2 separate regions of the Xenopus tropicalis genome follow, and region 2 is linked to region 1. Evidence: chromatin contacts called from public Hi-C data. All regions are on one chromosome and are shown on one strand. Each heading gives the region's core, a stretch centred on a gene start, on an enhancer-like site or on the middle of the called end of the contact. The rest is flanking DNA. Distances are from core to core; before and after follow the strand shown. Region 1 overlaps LOC100491930 (cell surface hyaluronidase). Region 2 holds the start of abhd17c (abhydrolase domain containing 17C).

The links. A called contact is a pair of places that touch in the nucleus more often than the background predicts.
Region 2: a Hi-C map of neurula embryo shows a contact between it and region 1, with 1.6 times the contacts expected there. The contact joins the promoter of abhd17c here to the enhancer-like site in region 1. A contact is called at or near these places in 2 of 5 Hi-C or Micro-C datasets (brain and neurula embryo).

What each region holds. Positions count from the first base shown.
Region 1 is chr3:108,786,410-108,793,211 of UCB_Xtro_10.0, reverse strand. The region is part of intron 3 of LOC100491930 (cell surface hyaluronidase); the gene reads left to right. Among named protein-coding and RNA genes, the nearest start is that of cemip, 11 kb to the right of the region's middle. Within about 2 kb of position 4,016, at least 6 of the 11 cell types and tissues checked have an H3K27ac peak or open chromatin away from gene starts, as enhancers often do. A contact at or near this core is called in neurula embryo, where this site is marked.
Region 2 is chr3:108,847,316-108,854,117 of UCB_Xtro_10.0, reverse strand. abhd17c (abhydrolase domain containing 17C) reads left to right here and starts at 3,381. Exons shown (of 3, transcript NM_001004867.1): 1 at 3,381-4,042. The coding sequence starts at 3,510. It overlaps LOC116409776 (a long non-coding RNA gene), which reads left to right and starts at 6,258. Exons shown (of 2, transcript XR_004222050.1): 1 at 6,258-6,668.

The DNA.
Region 1 (6,802 bases), core at 2,767-5,266:
AACAGCCATTAAATGGTCCCTAATGTGTGTAATTATGTTGCTGGGGGTTGCTGTGCTATCCACAGGGGAGGAGGAGGCATATGGATTTAAGGGTGTGTCTTAATATGACATAATATAATTCTTTCATATATGAATAACTGTTGATATCCCCGCAGTGAGGACCAAGCATTTGGGTTTTTGCTGCACTACCACCATTGTGATAAAATGGGTTTGGTTTGAAGTGGGTGTGGTTCAAAAAAAGGGGAGTGGCCAAAACTGGCTTCCATTAGCGGCTCTCCACCATGTATGCTAGAGAAATTCCGTCCCTCAGCACCGCAGAAGTTGGACAGCACTGTTGTAAATGAAAAGTAATGAACAACTACTGCCGGAATCTAAATATTTTACATCCACAAGTGCAGTGAGCAAAGTGCAATTTTTTCCGCAGAGTTCTGATGTCATTGTGGAAGGAAATGGGCAATTCACAGTTGTGTCTGAATTGCAATGGACACAAATGTGCGCAAAACAGGTGCAATTGCACCAAATATTTTTGGCATCATTATCAGTGTCCAGAGCACAAGTGAGGTGTGTGCCCTATTCATTTGATGCATTGGTTCCCTCAGTAATCTGCGTCTATTGATGCAGGGTGCTGAGGGAACTCTGGAGCTACCGCCTGGTCAGGAGGTGGTTGGTAGCTCCTGGATTCCCCCCTAGCTCTTAGTTTGGAAAGGAAGGCAGGAAAGTTTAAGCGGCAATTATATGGGAGTGCAAGGAGCGCATTTTGGTTAAAGTACCTTAAATGAAAGTGGTTTTACGTGCAACTGACTGTTGGTAAATTGCAGGGACCACAACTGTGCTTGTGGACATAAATAAGCCTTTTTGTTCAAAAACAACATTTTTGCAAATGTGCGGTTCTAATCTATTTTATGAATGTTGCAACATAGGAACAAACTAAATAGAAATTGTGGCATGTGCAAAAGATTGGACACCCTCCCACTTGTTAGGTGATAAACTGCAAGGTCCCTGATCCTAATTATTCTTGTGAAGTTTTTAATAAAAACCATAAAAACCCTAATTACCTTATTAGGCCTTAATAGCCATTCTAGCTATACAGTCCCTGCCATAATCCCAGCTCTGTCGGTGGATAAGCACAGGCTGACAATCCGCCCCTACTCATAAACATTTTTCTAGTTGTATATAACAAATACAAAAGTAAAAAGTCATTGTTGCTCAAACTCACCACATGGAAAAGCAGCCTGTGAAACAGTGTCCTGGTCAGAAAGTCAGGTGCAGTCTCCTAGCTGTGTCAATCCAGAGGGTGAAAAAAAAAGGTCTCCGCACTCCAAAAACTTGAGTTAAAAATATGGATCTTTATAAGCACAGTATAAGAACACACAGCGGCATCAAACACCTGGCGCGTTTTGGGTGCATCCACCCTAAATCAGTTGTGCCTGCACCTGGAAGCACTAAATCCACCCGGGTGCCTTAATCCCAGTTTTGAGCTGCTACTGGCCAGTCCAGTGTTGCTCATAGGGCAAGGGTACATGGGGTGGATTGTCAGTCTGTGGATAAGCGCAGGTTGACAATCCGCCTCTACACTTAAACATTTTTCTAGTTGTGCCTGCACCTGGAAGCACTAAATTCACCTGGATTCAGGTGTACCCAGATGTATTCAACAACAAATCCACCAAGTCTTGCATTTATTGGCGGATATTGGGTGCAGGCGTGTGCCTGCTTCTGGGTGAATTCAATGCTGTTGGCTGCAGACACAACTTTAAGCGTGGGGCAGATTGACTGCCTGCACTGGTGACCTGGTGTCATGGTCATGAGTGTCAAGCTTATGTTGCATAGTGACACCTAGTCAGGCATCCACAAAGAGGCAGCACTACAAAAAACTGGCTAAATAGCCAGCTTAATTTATTCCTGCTATGGGATGTTTAGATGCCATCTATGTCCAATGAGATATTCTAAAAGATACGTTATAGATATCTGAGCAATAATAATTCTTAAAGCGATACTGACACGAAAAAATTACTTTTCAAATTATGAATCTACATAAAAAGTTACCTATAGGCCATGTTGATCTTTTTTCACTGTTAGGGCTGCTTTTGTAAGTAATTGTTGCTTAAAGTTCCTAAACCTGTTTTGCCAACCTGACTGTCCCTTCTCAGCCTGTCAGTTATAGCTTCTAATGCTAACAGCCTACTGCTGCACAAATATGGCTGCCCCCTCATAGAAGAACATTGGGGATCAGATAAGGAATGGAAAAACATCAGGAAATACTTTTTTGGCAAAATTATAAAGCTCATGCAAAGTCAATGTTATGACAGATGTAAAAAAGGTTTCATTTCTGGTGTCAGTATCTCTCCAATAAAGAAAGTCCATGTGACAACTGCACAACAAATGATTTACCACTTTGAGTAAATGCTTAATTCAGTTGTTATCACAGTTAAAATATAGTATTGATCAGGCCCAGACTGGAATTCAAAATAGGTCCTGGCAACAGCCCCCCCCATCAGCCCACTACATAGTGACTGTTTATGGTATCTTACAGTAGCACCTCTGGCATTTGCCAGAACCCACAGATTGCCAGCCAAGCCTGGTATTGATGGTGGCATTACTTTCAGTCACTTGCAGTTCCCAAAAGAAACAGAACTACTGGCAATAATGTGTGCAACTTTATGCTGCAGGCAAAACAAATGATAGTGGAGTTGAAATTCCAGAAATATAGCTTCTCCCAGAAAGAGCAGACTCCCCAAATGGAAGTATGTGAATAGGTCCCTCATAAAGTGTTTGTGCTGTTTTTGCAGCATATTTCAAAATTAAGGGGAACATAAACTATGCCTGCCACTGAATCGTCCATAAACTAGATGGAATTATGGAGCATATTTATTAGAGTGAAATTCCCCTGCTCTCCATTCATTTCTATGGGATATTTAAAGATACTTTATTATCTCTCACCCATCTCATTCACCCATTGATCAATGGCTCTTTAAAATCCCATAGAAAAGATTAAAGAGTGGCATAATTTTACCCATTGATAAATATGCCCCATAATTCCAGCTAGTTTCTGCAAAATCCAGCATCAGGCATAGTTTTAAGAAAAGATGAAATTCGGGGGAATGACACACAGTGCTACAGCAGGCAATTTAAGTTTTGTTGGGGTTTTTTTTAGCCTGAAAGTATGGTGCCCAAATCAACCCACCAATTGTTGAACCTTTTCACAAGCCCTTGTGTCAGTCAGGTACTGAGATTCATAATAGGCCCTCGCTTTTCAGGTACAAACAGCCCCCTACAGGCCCAGTAAATAGTTACTGTCAGTCCGTTTGGCATTTGCAAAACCCTAGACATTGCCACTCTGGGCTGGTGTCAGTGCATTTTTTTAGGGAGCAATAGATCTAAAGCTTGTCTCTTTTTTTTTAGGCTGCTGCCATTTTTCAAGTTTGACATGACTTATATTCAGGTCTATATGGGGCGACTTCAGCCTATTTTGATCTGCTTTTTCAGGGATTATAGTGCCCAAAGTAGCCCTGTCTGCTGTTACCATTATCAGTACTTTGCTACTTATATCAAATGAAGAAATGTTCTGTCTGTGCAACAACTTTGCCCACATACAAAAATCCACATAAAAAAAGTTAATGTGAAATAAATCCAACTTATAAAAGGGGCCTATTTTCCATTAAATGCTAATTTATTACAGGGTATGGTTGCAGTTAGATAGCATGAACCAGACTGCCCTTTCTGGAGTTTGATGGATGTTTAATGCAGAATATTGAAGTACTTTTTCTTGTTTGGATGCTGTTCAACACCATCTGTTTATAATCTCTAGGTCGTTATACCCAAATAATTCTTTGCATGGGAATAGTACTATCAAAGTTGAACTAGAAACAAATTAAAGTTAACTTTAGTGGGTGATTCAAATGCAATTGAGTCTTTATCCTGATGGATTAAAATTAAACCTCTGCAATATGTGTAACTGCAGGGCATGGGATTCATTTCTGTTTTACGGACTTATCAGGACACTGCAGCCAAGAAGCGTTGCTGCCCCCTCTGGTAGAGTAGGTGTAATGTCAAGTAAGGCCGATGTATTCATTCTCAGCAAGTGTCCTGCAATATGTTATACATTCTGTTACATAAAGTGGCAGATTTATTAAAGGTCAAGTTTAATCCTTTCATGATTTTTTTCCCTCATTAATTAAAAGGCCGCTTTAATAAATCTGCCACTTTATGTAACAGAATGTATGACGTATTACAGGACACTTGCTGAGAATGAATATGTCGGCCTTACTTGACGTTACACCTACTCTACCAGAAATTGCTGGTCTGAGAATATGTCTTGATCATTTACATGTAGGAAATAAATTGTCACCAATAATAATAAACAGCAGAAAAAGATTTTTTCTGCTCTGGCAAAACAAATTGAAAACACTTTCTTTCTTATTTTACTCTATTTTTTGCCACATAATGTAAAATCAGAGTGCAAGATTAGGGTAAAAATGTAGCAAACACTTATTGCATTTAAATTACCTGATTTTCCTATACGTGCCCCCTCAATTTTCACATGATCTGGTAGCCTTACCACAGCTGGGAGACTTTTTTTTATTGGAGATTGTGTTATCCAAGTTTTACAGTTATCGGCAACCTAAAGAAACGCAGGAAGCCGGAGATAGGACTGGAATGTGTGGCACTGAGATGTTTGCAGCATGGGGAAGAGGTAAAGCCAAGATCTGGTTTACATTTATGAGCTGTGGCTATGACAAGAAGACAGCAATCTGCACATGGGATTATTCTTTCTACCTAGAAGAAAACTTCCCATATCCCACCCACTGATTGGGCAGAACTCCTAGGAGGCTGATAACAGTTCTTCATGTGTAGTCCCACGGATACAGATGTAGCATTGGGAGGCTACCGTAGAGGAAATGTCCTAATACACCAGGGACACAGCCCTGATTTCCCTGCCAAATGTATGTCTGGGACAAGTATCTCCTTCTATCATTTCACACTCATGCCATGCACGCACACACACATACAATTTATAAGTGTTCACTAGTTACAAGAAAATCACAGCCAAATATAAGATGATTTTGTCCACAATAAAGAAGGATTCATTCATTCACAATTAATTTACTGCGAAGCATCATATAACATTTTTATTATTATATTTAGAAACCCTATAGTGGCCTCCATCAAGAGACAAAAAAATTAAAAGTAAAATAAAAGGAAGAAAAATATTAGTTGGACAGTGAATTACATATATTTTTATGAATTATTTTTTTAGCATTTTTCCAAAGCACAGGGCACCAGTCAATTGAGAATATGGCATCACTACCACTTCCTGCCTGCACAACTGGGCAGTAGCCTATGGTAACCAATGCATTCCACAGTGGGTCCATAGAAGCATACAAGTGAACAAAATGGCAGTGAACTGCATAGAGTGAGTCCCACCCGAAGTAACTAAAGTTAGCAGCTATCAAATAATAGTAGGACATCATATTAGAAAATGGCAATTGCACTTGTAAACCTGTAAATCCTGCAAAAAGTGTAAAATTCAAGCAAATCATAAACTGAATCATGCATTCCATGCATCCCTATATAATAGTAAGCAAAAGAATACATGATAGTCTTATATTAGCACATTTACAAATGTAATTTCCAATATATGAAACGGCTGTTACTGGCTACAGACTTTTTGTTATTATGGGTGGAACTCAATCTTAGGAATACAAATAAAACAGAGAATCCGGGGGCCCTTCATGCAATTTCCTAAATGTAAAAAGGCCACAAAACCCCAAGATATAAGATTGCAAACTCTCCCTGCCTTTAGGCCCAGATCCTTTCTGGATAAATTCAGGCGGAACTCAGCATATTGGAGGGTCTTACTTTTTTGTTATATCAGCCCTGCACTTTACATATTTTGTGGTTTGTATGTTTGGAACTGGTTTTGTTTATTATTACTTTTTTACCCTCTTTCCTGAATATACAATTCCCTGGCACAGATGAACTTTGGTGTGGTTGTGTGGGTCTGACCTGATGTGTCTGGAATCACATTTTGTAGGTAGGCAATGCAGCCTGGGGGAAACAGCTCTTTCACCACCCAGATTATTCTGTAAATTTTGGTTAACACCTTCCTGGGTATTTTATAAATCTCTGTTCTTCCTTTAATCCTGGAATAATAAACACATTGCCACTGAGACACAGTGGGTTATGGGAGGGACCACAAAACCATAACATGTAATATAAGGATTATATACACACTGAAATCTTGTAATAGTTTATTTCCTTTTCCCACTAGTTTTTTTTTTCTACCCTGAACCAGAAGGGAAAAATATTAAAAATGAATATAAACCAGGCTTAAGGGAAAATAACCTTTTTAATAGGTATGATTTTAATGTTCTTTTAAGTCGACAATATAATATGTGGCCACAGCTTACTATGAGCACAGACCATTCTTTCTCAGTATACTAACCAACATTTCTTTGAAATGGAGCTGCTACACAAATGGTTTTTGTGGGCTGGTACAATAGAATGCATAAGGCAGTAGAAAAGGGCCCAGAATGAAAGATTTCAGGTACAAGCTGATCTGTTATTCCAGGTACCTCTAAAACTATAAAATCCTTTTTTAACATATTGGCAAATTTTTTTTCAGCTTTTGCTGAATTCAAACTCCCAAAATCCTCTAGCAGGGAGTCTGTGGTTCACTAATAGCGAGGCAGAGCCATGTTTTGTGCATTAGACTTATTTCCAGATATACTGAAGGATAAAGAGATGTAAAATACGTGCTGTTCCTTCATGTCTGTATATATAATTTGTACTGCATGTAAAGTGT
Region 2 (6,802 bases), core at 2,132-4,631, 62 kb before region 1:
GCCTTGTGGCTCTCTGTTTCTGGCAGGTTTGCTGTGACATATTCTTTCAATGCTGCTTGCTTCAACCAAAATCCATTAGAACTGCCCAGTCTGTTTGCTTTTTGTGCGGTTCACTGTGACACAATCTCTTCAGATTATTTACTTTACAAGAACAATGTTCAATAATGTTTACTCACTGTATATCACGTAATACTCTGTATTTCATGTAACTACACAATGTTTAATATTGTGCCCTTTGCTATTATGTATTTTTATTGGAATCCAGTTCTGGGTTAATGTAAAACTGTAGGGTCCTTATACCCAAGTGAATGACATCAATAGAAATGCAATGTAAACCACATATATTACGTTTATGGGCATTATTTTTTTAATGTTAGTAATTGGAATATTGTCCAATATGCATTTCTCTATTATAATACATTTTTACCATGTGTACATGCTCGTGGGTACAACAAGGCAGAATAATAATAAATCTAACCCTTCTCCTCCTTTCACCATTACTATTGATGGCTTGACTATTACGCCTGTTAATTCAGCACACAGCCTTGGGGTTATTTTTGACCAGTCCCTCTCCTTCTCTAACCATATTAATAATGCTGCCAAAACCTGAAGCTTTTTCCTCCACAATATTGCCAAGATACACGCCTTTTTTTAACTAGTTACTGCTAAAACACTAATCCATGCCCTTATCCTTTCCTGCTTAAGGTGCCCATACACTATAAGATCCGCTTGCTTGGCGATGTCGAGCGGATCTTCACCCGATATCCCCACCTACGGGTGGGTGATATCGGGTAACAAGTAACTTAAAAAAAAAATAATCCGATCGTTTGGCCTTGGGGCCAAACGATCGGATTACATTAGTGGTTATGTGCAGTCGGTTTGGGGACCGCATCAACGAGCCGATGCGGTCCCCGATCCGACTGGATTTTCTAACCTGGCCGATCGAGATCTGGCCAATTTCAGGCCAGATATCGGTCGGCCAGGCTACTCTGTTCTGCCCATACACGGGCCGATTAGCTGCCGAATCTGTCCAAGGGACCGATATCGGCAGCTATAGTCGGCCCGTGTATGGGGACCTTTAGATTACTGCAATCTCCTATTAACCAGCCTTCCAGACTCCCACCCCTCTGCCCTGCAGTCAATCTTAAGGTGGTCATACACGCAAAGATCCGCTCACTTGGCTAGCAGATCTTCTCCCGATATCCCCACCTAAGGGTGGGTGATATCAGGCTAATTCAGTCGTTTGGCCCCAGAAGTAGAACAACGGGTATAGGCATCCATCGGTTCGGGGACTGCATCAATGAGCCGATGTGCTCCCCGATCCGACTAATTTTCAAACCTGCCCAGTCGAGATCTGGCCAATTTCAGACCGATATCGGCAGCTAGAATCGGCCAGTGTATGGCCACTTTTAAACTCTGCTGCCAGGATCCTCCTGCTCTCTCCTTAGAGGGAACCTGTTAAGGTCCAAGTAATCTCTCTATCATAACGTGGCAAAGGATATCATACAAAATACTTCTGCTAATGTTCAAATCTCTTCACTGGTCTCTCTGCACGTTCTGGTCATCTCCTTTGCTCCTCTTAGGGCCTCCATCTTTTTACACCATCTCGTCTTAAACCTTTCCATCTCGCTGCTCCTTACCTCTGGAACTCTTTCCCTGAATTCCTCCGTAGGGAACATTCACTCACTCTCTTTAAGATAAAACTCAGATGCTACATTCTGGAGCACTAAAACATCATTTTGTCTAGTCCTCTGCTTAAGGGCAAATGCCCATACTTTGTGCACTCTTACCTTACAATTTGTGCCACTTAGATTGTAAACTCTACAGGGCAGGGACCTCCTTCCTACTGTGTCTCATACCACATGGCTCTCTGTGTATTTATACATATTTATTGTTTTTATTATAACATTGCCCTCCCAGTGTATAATTGTAAGATTTTACAGCGCTGCGTATCCTTGTAGCTCTTCATAAATAAAGTTATACAAGTTATACAGTAATACGGAAACAATGAGTTCATGTGCTTAGATGTGCCCACACCTGTCTATAAAACATGTTTTACAAAAAACTCTGTGTAAAGATCACTTTGGTCGTATAATCTCTTCCACTCCTTAACCACTAATATATATATATATATATTTTTATTTTTTAACATATGATCAATTTGGTGGGCCCATGCTAAATTTGTTCAGTGAATTTTTGAAAGCCACTCACAGGCCCCGGCTAGCAATCTGGAGGTTCTGGAAAATGCCAGAGAGGCTGTTGTAAGATGCAACAGACTATTCACTATTTAGTGGGCTGGCGGGGATTGTTTGGGCCTCTGTGTACTTGAAATGCCAGGGCCTATTTTGACTCCTAGTCCAGACCTGATGACACAATTAAAACAAACAACATGCTTGAGGGGTGAGACAAATGTCTGGAATCACCTTGCCCTTTGCTTTCTCCTGTCTTTTGCTGCAAAGTGCCATCCATGTAAGTTGCACCAAGCAGAGACTTAATTGTGGGCTTAGCACTGTGTGACTGTTTGCTCTCACCCCAACTTGCTCATTAGGTTGGAGCTGAATGGAAAACTGTGCATTTAACCAGACTTTCTTTTTACTACAGTGGTTTCCATAACCAAATAGGATAGGATGCCGCAGGAGCATAGTTTAAATCTTTCTTTGAGGTAACTACAATAATATTCTGTGAGAAACAATTGCAAGTGTTTCCCAGCTGCCCGCCATGCTGGAATGGGTCAATTTTTGGCAGTGGCTGATTTTCATCCTGTGTTTCCCTTCACACCAACCCTCTTCCAATCAGAGAGCTGCATCTCCCCAGGCTAGGCTGGGGTTAAAAATTGGTCAGTAAAAATGATGCTTGATCTCACTATTATTAATATGGAATAGATAAATCTACAGAAAGGCAGAAAGCGCGGCAATCCTGTGCTACACACTTGGGTTCCTAGAAAGAAACTAAGACCCTGGTTGTTGAGATCTGCTTAGTAACCTTTAGCTTTAGCCTATGAACCATGTTTCCTTCCCAGGATGCCTCCTGCAAAACACTGAGCCTGTAACATCACGTAAAGCAGCTATATGTACAAACATAATAATATAATATTTGGGAAAAACGCTTCACTTTTATAGCACTGTGCTAATAGCGGTGTATCCGCAACCTTCATCTTCCCAGCTGCTGTACAACGAGCTGCTGAGGGATGCTGGGAATTGTAGTTCCGAAAAGAAGCTAAAACGCGGCTGTGCACGAATTACCTGCGCTCTGTGTTCCTACGCAGCTTGTGTCTCCGCCGTGCTAGGGGGCAGCACTCCCTGCTAGTGTCCGGCCTCGCTTCCCTAGTGCTTCCCCGGAAGCAGCTGCAGGCCGTGCGGGAGCAGCAGTCAGATGAGGAGGTAACTGCGGGCTACCTGGGTGCCAAGGACGGGCACTCCTGAGCCTAAGCGCCGAGCCCCGGTATTGGGTGCTCACCCCCCGTACCCTTCTCCTAGGTCCCGTCCTTTCCTCCGGCCTTGGCCGCCCCAATGCCCGAGCAGGGACCGAGGATGAACGGGTTCTCTTTGGGGGAGCTGTGCTGGCTCTTTTGCTGCCCGCCCTGCCCAAGCCGCATCGCAGCTAAACTGGCCTTCTTGCCCCCGGAGCCCACCTATACCGTGCGGGAGATGGAGGCCCCGGCAGGCACTGCCCAGCCGCCGAGGGAAGAGGGTAGCGGGGAGCCGGCGGCCTGCAGCTTGCACCTGTCGGAGCGGGCGGACTGGCAGTATTCGCAGCGGGAGTTGGACGCGGTGGAAGTGTTCCGATGGCGGACCGAGCGCGGCAGCTGCCTGGGCTGTATGTTTGTGCGCTGCTCCCCCGGCAGCCGATACACGGTGCTCTTCTCCCACGGGAACGCGGTGGATCTGGGCCAGATGTGCAGTTTCTATATCGGCCTGGGCACCAGGATCAACTGCAACATCTTCTCCTATGATTATTCCGGCTACGGGGTGAGCAGCGGCAAGCCCAGCGAGAAGAACCTCTATGCGGACATCGAGGCGGCCTGGCACGCCCTGAGAACTCGGTAAGGCGGCGGCATGAGTCCGTGGTACGGCCGAACCGTGCGGCACCGTAACCATGGGCTGGGGTTGGATTAGCCAGGGGTACCGAGCAGCGGCCTACTGGCTTCTGTGGCACCAAACCACATACTTATTGCCATGTCTCAATGATGAATGCTTCTTTGTTTCTCAAGATCAGAATACCCTTTTGTACTATTAGGCACCCTACTGTATCACATATAGCTTGGTTTATTCACACCCACAAAGGATTGAAGGTGACATACTCTGGCCAGTACTCTCAAGTATTAGGCCCATCACCCTATGGCTGAGATACTATACGTGTGGCTTTCTATTGTTCCATACATTCAGAGCTGCAGGAAGTGAAGATTTGCTGTGGCGCTTACTCGGCTGCCCATGCACCAGGAACGGGCTATCATGGTACATCAGCACATTCCAATTGGAAACGTGGCCGATCCGCAAACCGACCCATACCCATATTACAAAGATATTGGTCAGACCGTCCTAACACATACACATATCGAAAATAATACAAAATGAAATTTTATCTGTACATGTATGGCCAGTTTGATGTGTATTACCTCAAATGTTATCCAATATTCCCAAGATAACCCAGTGTGCCGCACAAATGGCTGTGTACCACACTGACTTATACATTTCTCTTTATATATACACACGCACACACACAACACCAAAGCTGCAAGAAGAGCCCACAAGCTGCAGGTTAAACAACTGAGCAAACCTACTTCATCGCTTTCCATTTTGCCCCAGTCAGTATGTGTATCTATATCTTATCCCATTTAGGCCATATTTATATGTAACATATAACAAAATAGTTGTGATAGAAGATGAGAGCGTTGCTGTCCATGGTGCTGGAGAGTAGACATGTCAGTTCCCCCTACCCCCACCTTCCAAAACTGAAATCGATACAACCATGCTCCTTCTGTAAATAACTGGGCTGCTTTGTTTTTAGCCCAGAGCAATATTGCATGGCCTCTTGACTCCAATAAACAACCACTTTGGGGGCCACACAGTGCATTCCCTGCAAATGTTTTGCCAGAGAGAGTTGCAGCTTGGACCCTTGGCTACATCTAACTGTACTGCTGCACCTTCAAAATATATTCTGCACAATAAGTAACTGCCTATTCTAAATATGACATTGTAATCATCAAGTACAGTTTAGAGAGGGATTTTAAATATATTAGGATGTGTTCTGGATTGCAGCAAGCATTTGGGCCGGGGGTTGGCTGGCAGGTGGTGTGAGGCCTACAGGACAGTCACAGCCCTTGGTTGTATGGAGATTCCCCCCTCCCCCTCTGCGTTTGCTCAGCTTTGTTCAGTAACAACACAGAAGGCATTCCTGCCTGGCTCAGAGAATATTCCCTCTGGGTAATCTATGAACTAGACCTCTCGGGGAAATACACTTGTTTTACCAGCAAGATAAACACACAGGTATTCATAAAACCTGTATCTGCTATCATCTAGCCACCAAGCTACTTTATGTTTTAATTACATGATTATTTGAAAGGCCTCATTTTTAGCCACAGTAACTATATGCTAAAATATGTTTTAACATAAAGAGCATGGCGTTCTTAAGCTTTGCATGCATATTTTAACATGTTGATTTCTGCTGAATTCTGTCTTTTACAGGTGGTAGCTGTGTTAGTTTCATATGTAGAGATAGTCTGTAAGCAGATGGGCAACTACAGGAAGACTCTACAGTACCATTGCCAGATGCAGAGTAATAGTTCAAGCAGAACCCCAGCACATAAAGTGCAGTGCAGTATGGTGACTATGACCCAGTACTTTGGGTGACCTTTTTCAAAAGGCTCAAATTTTGTGAGAGAGAGAGATTCCAACATACAGGTATGGGTCTGGAGTACTCTGGACCTTGGAATTTCCAGATAAGGGTTCTTGACATAATTTTTATTCCCATACTTTAAGTCTACTAAACAATTGTTTAAACATTAAATAATCCCAATCAGTGTCTGACTGGAACCCCAGCCCACCAGAAAACCATAGACTATGGACCCACTCTCCAAAATATTTTTCCTTCTTTCCTCACTCAAAACTTTACTCTCCTAATACTTTTAATTTCATGCTAATATCTAGCCTTACATCTATTTTTCCTCTTTGCTCCCGTTAAGATATAGGGAATGACCATGAAGTAAGCAAAATAGTTAGGAGCAGGAGGGCCCAATGACACCTGGGCCCACCGGGAGTTTTCCTGGTATCCTGGTGGGCCAGTCCGACACTGATCCCAATAGCATTGTCTTACCACCAATAAGGATTAATTGCATTTTAGTTACCGTCAGTGCTGCATTTAGGTCTGGTGACACCCTAGGTACCGGGCCTTAATACTTCTCCTCCATATGCGGGGGTCACAGCCATGGCACACAGCGAACCCCCTCACACGCACACATTTTACACTCCACCCCCGTGCTTCGGCACCGGATTTCCGAACAAAAGTTGGCCATACATGGTAAGAGTGGATCTTCTCCCGATATCCCCACCTACGGGTGGGGGATACCAGGCTAATTCGGTCATTTGGCCCTGGGAAAAGTAAGAAAAAATGTATATATCTCTGAACGGACTTCTTGTGTGCTCTCACAATAATTAGGAAACAAAGTAGAGGTGGAGGGCGTGGCTTAGTTTCCACCCTCCCCCTACGTCATTGAGTCAACACTATTTAAACTTTCTTCGATATTGTTAGAACTAGCCTATGACTAAGTGCTCCCTATGCACGAAACGCGTCAGGCATTTGCAGT